2 separate regions of the Bombyx mori genome follow, and region 1 is linked to region 2. The links are chromatin contacts, called in public Hi-C maps. All regions are on one chromosome and are shown on one strand. Each heading gives the region's core, a stretch centred on a gene start, on an enhancer-like site or on the middle of the called end of the contact. The rest is flanking DNA. Distances are from core to core; before and after follow the strand shown.

Region 1 (4,144 bases), core at 1,060-3,559, 47 kb before region 2:
ATAAAAAATATTTTCGAAAATCCTTTGGGAACTTCATTTTAAGCTGCTAATGCTTTGTTCGAAGTGCATCAATATTCGGAGATCAATCGATCAACCACTACTGATTTTTTTTTAATCTTATATTACAAAATTGGCATAAAAAAATATACCGACCAAAATTCTAAAATTAAACATAAGTACATATAGAATTTTTCGTTGGTCAAGTAAGAGATACGTAATTCACGCTGTTTTTGTTGCCATATTCTATTATGTATGTAATGAAATGTTTCAATGTAATTTTCAGCAAATCTTGCTTTACGATAAATATCAGTCGTAAGAATCATAAAGCAAGCTCGTTGTGCGACACGGTCAAACACACCCGGAATATCGATCGACACAATCGTATTACCATTGTTCCAATCTTGCTTTCAATCAATACTATGCCTACAATTTATACAGCGTTGCCCCGATGAACAAGAGCAACTGAAATAAGTTCTTCATACGACTATTGCACATCGACACAACAGAATCAACGATTTTCATTCAAATATCATTGGAAGGGGTAAATAGTGCATTTTGAAAATACAGGTGAGGTCAGACAGTTCAGTAACTAATCGATTTGCATCGAAAACAATGGTTCGCGTAAAATTTAGCAAAGTCATTAAAAGTGTTCAAATTAATTGTTCTAATTTCGGTGGTCATGTGTTGTGAGCCCACTCGGGTGATTACTGCTGCACTAACATTATGACTCGAAGCCATTAATAGAGTAGATAGAGCATTTGTAATTACAATGCAATTCTATCTTCTATTTACATTAATGAGCAGTAGCAGCAACAGCAGTATTACCACAGCTTAGTACTATAAAGACTCACTTGTTGAAATTAAAGAAAATTTTAAAATTCAAATCGAATTTTTCGATAGGATTCTCTAAAATCTGCATTAGAAGAATAATATAAATGGTAGTTTGTAAAATAAAAAATAAAATAAGAACATTCACTTTCCCGAAGACATAATCCCTTTCACAATAAGCTGATTGAGCTCACTCTGCTGTTAACGTGGTTAGCCTAATTAGTCGTCTGATGACCCTCGGGAATGAGTTATTGTTAGCATAAACTATTTATAAATGACCGACCTCAGTCCGTCTCTAGCTGTCTTCTTGTATTTAAATGAAGAGAGAAAAAATTGTAAGTGCTTACGTACGTTCAGAGATCTAAAACATCATTGCTCTGCCTTTACACACTGTCGGCCCTCTAATGAAACGAGACAAGAGGAAAGAAAATATGAAAATGCTAAATAAAACTGCAGTTCTTTTGAATTTTTTTATTATCGGTAGGGGTTTTTACATTACGAGTCTCGATTTAGCTCCCTCCGATTTTGAGTATACAATGCTATATAAACGCCAGATGAAACTCTTAGTAAAGGCGAAGCTTAAAATACATTTTAACTAACAAAGCTAACAGAGTTTAAGTTTGGTTTATTACTATTATTTTTCAAGCGATATGGAGACATGTTTCAACGCCTTTAAATTAGGTGAACGCCCTCAAAGATTAATCTGACATTAATAAAACACGTCAATACTAATACTAGCTTCAAATGTTCACTACCAATACATATCAATAAAGCTATTCGTTTAAAGCTATCATCGGATTGCTTAAAGCGAAATATGGATATGTTTTTATCTATATATTAATACGTGAAGCAAAAACTTTGTATCCCTTTTTACGAAAATTGCGCGGACGGAGGAGTATGAAATTTTCCACACTTATACAGAATATAGAGAAGAAGTGGACAATGCTGATATTTTTTTAAATAATGCATAAATATACAGTAAATCAATAAAGAAAACATTACACACACTACATACCATGTATTTGACGCACACACGCATGCATACTATTTATTGTCAAACTTTTGTTCTTGACGTCTGTTGTCAAATTGAGAATAGATTAAATATTGTTTGTCTTTGTTAATATTTTGTATAGTGTAGTCTTGGCGAAATTTGTGATTATAGAAGTATAAAATACAATCATAATAGTGTACAAACTTACAATTCCAATTAATTATAGTCGAATTTCGACTACTGCGGGACCTCTAGTTTATTTTAATAGGACAGCTTTGCGAGAAGGAATCTTAATTATTCGTGACTGAAGAACGACCACGTCATTATTTCGATAAAAACTGCTCAATTCAATGTTTTCAAACCAACTTTAGAGTTGAGAAACCATTTTAGCGGGTTTCAAACTCTGAACGTAAAACAAATCTCGATCGTGTTGTACACAGTCTGTTCACGGTCTATTCTCGTCAGGTTCATCGTTAACAAAAATGATCTCATCAGTACGATGCAGCGACAATGTGAACATTGTGATTAATGTCCGCGTGTCACTCTTCTCTGTACATACAGAAATTGGTGTATTTATGTCCATGTAAAGATAGTGATTGTGCGATTTAAAAAAAAAACATGAAGTTTGAAGTCGGCTCAAGAAAATTTGTTAATTCTCTAGTCACCAAATTTGAATTCAATTCTTGTCGTTGCGTCTTTTTGGATGTAACTTTGAGATGGATTTTAAATTAGCTTACGGAGCTGCTATGGAGATTAGAGTATTAAGCGGTAGGCAGCGGCTTAGCTCTGCCCCTGGCATTGCTGAAGTCCATGGGCGACGGTAACCACTCACCATCAGGTGGGCCGTATGCCCGTCTGCCTACAAAGGCAATAAAAAAATAAAAATATTACTCGTCTGATCTCAGAACAAAAAAAAAACGGCATACGGTGCACGGTGGTTACATATCTTCAAGAAGATGAAGTTTTCAAAATGTTTTCTTTACTTTTTTAGCTTTCATGCCTTTTTTTGGGGTTTTCTATCATTATTGAGTTACAATCAAGTTTCTCATTGTTGCATGGATTTAGACCTGTCTATATCTCAAGTTTATTTTGCGTACTACTACGAAACATTCCAGTTCTTAGTCAATTAAAAAGTATTAAAGTACAGAAGCAAAATAAGAAGCCAAATGAAACACATTCACAATACATTTGGTACACAATGGTATGTAAGGTAATGGTAGACATAATATTAGTAAAATTTTAAAGTTAAATAATGTCAGATTCTTACAAGCGAAGACGTTAGCAAAAGGCAGTCCTTTAAATAAATTACACGGCGGGCGGCGACCGCTATCTGTCGATCTGTAATTAAACAGAATTGCCGCAATTTATATGGCACATCGTCTTTAGAGCCCATGAATTGAGCAATTAGAGTATAAGGAATTTCGTTAATTAAAAAATTATATGGTGCTAGAGTTGAACAATCAAAAATACATGAACAAATTTGTATTGTAAAGATTGTATTATCGGAAACCTCAACTCATATATTTCACAGTTGCTTAACTAAGATACGTCAGGAATTATTTTACTTTCGTTAATTTAAATACAATTTTATTTGATCGGAAAACAACAAAAAACAAACACGTGTGAAATTCATACAACGCAGAAATTAAAACTACGTAAGCGTTCTATCTCATTTATTCACGGCCTAATATTCTATAATAGGTATATTTGGCGCTTTATCGTTTAGATATAGGTTCAGTCTCTTCATAGGAACATTGAACCGAAGTTCCATTCCAATGTATTCATTACGATTCATCTGTTGAAAAAAATAAGAGAATAAACTTGCATTCAAAACTTAATGTTTGAAATATACATATCGACGCTTGAAAGGCAAAAGTGACTAAGCGACAATAACTGCTTTGTACATAAATGATAGGCAATAACCATATTCAATGCGCAAAAAATATATATTTCTAGGTCTATTAAAATAATTTCAATCCTACAGCTACTAGCTAGATTCTACTACTACTAGATTCGTTAAAATAAATTTTGTTTACAGGTATTTCAACTTTAAATTAGTCTACTGTAAAGTTCACGCATTGTCGTTTAATCATGTTTGCCTTTCAAGCGTCGAGATATACCCCCTGTACTGTAATTAACAACAGAATAAAAGTCAACAAAAACTGCATCAAAGTCTTCAATTCAATAAATCATATTCTAACGTATAGACAATTAAAAAACTAACACAAAGATATTAATTCTGGTATATTAGATTAACAGAAGCAACATATTATATGACTAGTATATTATCATAAACACGCAATAAGAGAGTCGACATTTTATAAC
Region 2 (3,806 bases), core at 290-2,789:
ATATCACTGAATCTAGAATTTACTGGTGGTAGGACCTCTTGTGAGTCCGCACGGGTAGGTACCACCGCCCCGCCTATTTTCTGCCATGAAGCAGTAATGCGTTTCGGCTTGAAGGGTGGGGCAGCCGTTGTAAGTATACTGAGACCTTACAACTTATATTTCAAGGTGGTTGGCGCATTTATGTTGTAGATTTCTATGGGTTCCAGTATCCACTTAACACCAGGTGGGCTGTGAGCTCGTCCACACAACTAAGCAATAAAAAAAAAAACTCAAGATGTACTTTTGAAGTTTCAATGGCTGTACACTCGTCCAAAGCGCTTTGTGACATAAAGTGATAGGATCATTGTATCTAACTTTGTAGGTTTTCAACGTGCCCTAATACCGGTATTTATAATCGAAACATCCTAACAGTAGTACTGCATAACAGTATTCGGTCGTTATATAATCATGCCTAATATTAGCAGCACGAATGCCAGGGTAATAAGTTATGCATACAACTATTCCATCGAAACTCGGTGCACGCGCATACAACGGTTGTGAGTGGATAGTGCATTGCTTCTATGACCTAATTGCAGTTTGATTCCATTATAGACCGCTGTTGGATCGTGTCACGTTTTACGTTTATAAATATTTGAAATAAAGTTTTCTTTTTGTTAATGCCCAACGACAGCGTCTCAGAAAGCCTAAGCTCCTTGTAGATCGACGTATTTAGAGCTCATAGAATATTACTGAATAAACGCCACATAATACGAAGGTGAAAAAATTGGAACTTATTGAATTATTCATGTCTCATCTTAAATGAAATGAATGGGCATAAGCTGCCTTTGCCTCAACGTTTATAGATCTATTTTTTATTGTACATTCAAAATACGTTTCATGTAAATCACGGAACAGATATTGTAAATTATGACTTTATAAAAATCACAAAAATAACCAGTTCTCGTCGGAAAGCTCGTAAATACGCTCATAAAACAGAGTCCAGTCCAATTACTAAATTCAGTTGACTTTAATCATGATTAATATCCGTTTGGACATTCAGAGGGATCAGAACGGATGGTTTTTCCTTTATTTGTTGATGAAATTTCACGTTCATTGTCTAAAACCGTATGCCTTATTGTGATGAATTGTATTATAAACATACACAACACAACAAGATCAAATTGATGCCCACAATTAACAGTCAGAACGCTGATCATTTTCATTGTGCTTTTGCAGCGAGAAGAGATTTATTTACACATTTAGACAATTCCTACAAGGAACTGAAAATAAAAATTTCAAATTTAAATATCCTAGACAATTTATTGGAAAGGAGAAATTGAACAATTATTGTCACCTCTTTATTTCAAAGTTGTCTTTCAAAAACCAAAAAAGTGATTTGTAACATCTCTAAATTTTAACGTGGTTATAAATTTGACAAAAAAGCAGACGCATCCCGACCTTTAGAATTGAGCTTTAGAGCGGATCAGTGTAGGGTTTTGTATTCCACCTTTTAGTATTCTAAGCTCGTACATCATACGATTGCAAATTCTTGAAAGTCGTTCTCATACACGAACGATACAAGCGAAAGTGTAGTCAAAGTCCTCGACCGAAAGGCGAGGTTCACGTAACATCAGTAACATTGTCTAGATTGCATTATGTAAGCGTTCGTGGGACTACGAGGAACGGTAACATGGTTCCTTAGCAGGTCACGGTGGTGCAAACGACATCGGTTGCTGTCGAGTGCGGTGTCAACGAACAGGATTCAGCATTGAGTATGCAATAGATGCACCGTACCCTTGACTTCCTCCAATAGTTGCATGGCTCACAGCCAGAAGCCATTCACTGACACACTATGCGTAGTTGGAAAGTCCGGTACATTTACTCTGAATATTACCATTTTAGTTGTAAGAAAATGTAATTTAAACCAACGAAAATAACAAATATAAGTACACATTACGAGACAATCGTACTAACATGTGAAAGAGCTTGCTGCATATGTAACGAAAACTAGTTGTCTAGGCGCAGAAGTATTTTAATATTGCGAAACGAAAGATGGAAGCTTTGCGACCAGTTAAGGCTATGCAGTACGGCGTGCTAGCCCGCCATTATCTTTTAATACCATCGACTTCATTAGTCGCTACATTTTTTTGCGACAGCAGCGAGGCGCGGCCAACTTCGCGAGTCGCCGACACGGGTTTGATAACCTGGAGACCTTGGTCTTAATTGCGCTTACTCGAACCATTCCGCCGAGTCCACTTTTTATGCGCCTGCACATCGCTAGTAAAAACATGAAAATGACGCCTACCCGGCCCGTTTTGAGTGGTACAATAACTCCGAAAGTATTCTTGTGGATGCTTGTTTTAAAATTTATGTCAAATAGGAACACTCTATTTAAACACATTGCTGAGAACGTTTATTTCGACAAACTTATAATAATAATGCTTAGACGTTGGTCGATTCTAATGTTATTGTTTTTGTTTCAGGTATGGAAATCTTCCATTATCTTCTCTATGAGGTATTGTGATATTTTCAAGATACAATACAGTTTGCGAAAAAAAGCATACTTCCATATTTTCATTTTCTTCTAGAAACCACAACAAAGGATTCTATGGCGTACTGCCAAGTTTCTGCTATATTAATCATTCATCGCAACATAAATTTATTATCTATATACATGCATATACAAGATTAACTTGTATCTATCTTAGTATTCAATAAAGTTTGCAAAAAATTAAGTTAAAGTATAGTTCGTTGAGCTCAAAAACAGAATAAATAAGACAATAAAAAAAAACAGAATCTCGATTCATTGATTAATCGACTTGAGTGTACGAGGTTTTGACAGCTTTAAAACAAGGAAAAAGGTTTACAAGCTTTATAAATACAATGCTCTAGAAAAAAAGACTATGGCTCGGAGTTAGAATTAAAATCTATTGCGATGTCAATAATGAGCTGCCTATTGTATAGTTTAACCTTGAATGGAGCACTCGATAGATCGATCAATTTCATCTCTAATTTACATTTAATGGAAAACTTCAGAGCAAAAAATTCGCTAGAACAGGCCAACTGCTGGCTGAATAGCGAAAACAAGGCTGTAACGAATGAAACTTCGCGAGACCTCTTACATTTAAGTTTTAGCACTCTGTTAATGGTTTTTGTTGTTATGTAATTTAGGTTTTTGTCTAGTTTGATCTGTTTTTTGAAAACTTTATCAATTTACTTGTAAAATCTTGTCATTTGTTGAAGTACGAATTTATTTTAAAACATTTGAATTGTTATCACATTTATTGTAATGTTTTGTATTTTGTCCCTCTAAAGCCTGCTCTCCCGTTCTTCATCAAATAGGTAAGCAAAATACATAATTGTAGATGTATATAAGTATGCCTGTTATGTTAGTTAAAAGTAGATAGTGTAGTTTTAATTTAATGTACCTAAATAATAGAGTAATTAATACGTTTGCGAAGTAAGAATCAGGAATTGCGGTTTATCTCTGAGTGGAAGTAATTCGGCAATGAGGACGGCACGGGGGGAGGTCGGGGGGTTGGGGGGCAGAACAGGAACCAATCGAGCATTTTACTGCACGCACGACTGGCCAACATCACGACTGTTCAAACACTTAGCCCGGTACAGTCAGTTAAAAAAGTATTGACGTTAATTTCGTTGTATGTTTTGTCTTGTAAATTCTCCGAAGATTTAATATTTATTTGTTGTAGTTTAGAGTACCCCAAATTTTTATAATACATTTTATTTTTTTAAGTTTTTCAGTGTTTTATAAGTATTTGTTTTTTTTAGATGAATTGTGATATTCCGAACTTTGCCAGTTGCCGTAA

What was found. Hi-C and Micro-C count contacts between places; a contact is called where the count stands out from the background.
Region 1: a contact with region 2 is called in a Hi-C map of whole pupa, with 2.6 times the contacts expected there. The contact joins two enhancer-like sites. A contact is called at or near these places in 3 of 7 Hi-C or Micro-C datasets (posterior silk gland, an unstated tissue and whole pupa).

Annotation. Positions count from the first base shown.
Region 1 is chr10:6,254,557-6,258,700 of ASM3026992v2, forward strand. The region is part of intron 3 of EcR (ecdysone receptor); the gene reads left to right. Among protein-coding and RNA genes, the nearest start is that of LOC105842224, 42 kb to the right of the region's middle. Within about 2 kb of position 2,310, at least 3 of the 8 cell types and tissues checked have open chromatin away from gene starts, as enhancers often do.
Region 2 is chr10:6,302,767-6,306,572 of ASM3026992v2, forward strand. EcR (ecdysone receptor) reads left to right here. Exons shown (of 9, transcript NM_001173377.1): 4 at 3,295-3,321. Among protein-coding and RNA genes, the nearest start is that of LOC105842224, 5.7 kb to the left of the region's middle. Within about 2 kb of position 1,540, at least 6 of the 8 cell types and tissues checked have open chromatin away from gene starts, as enhancers often do.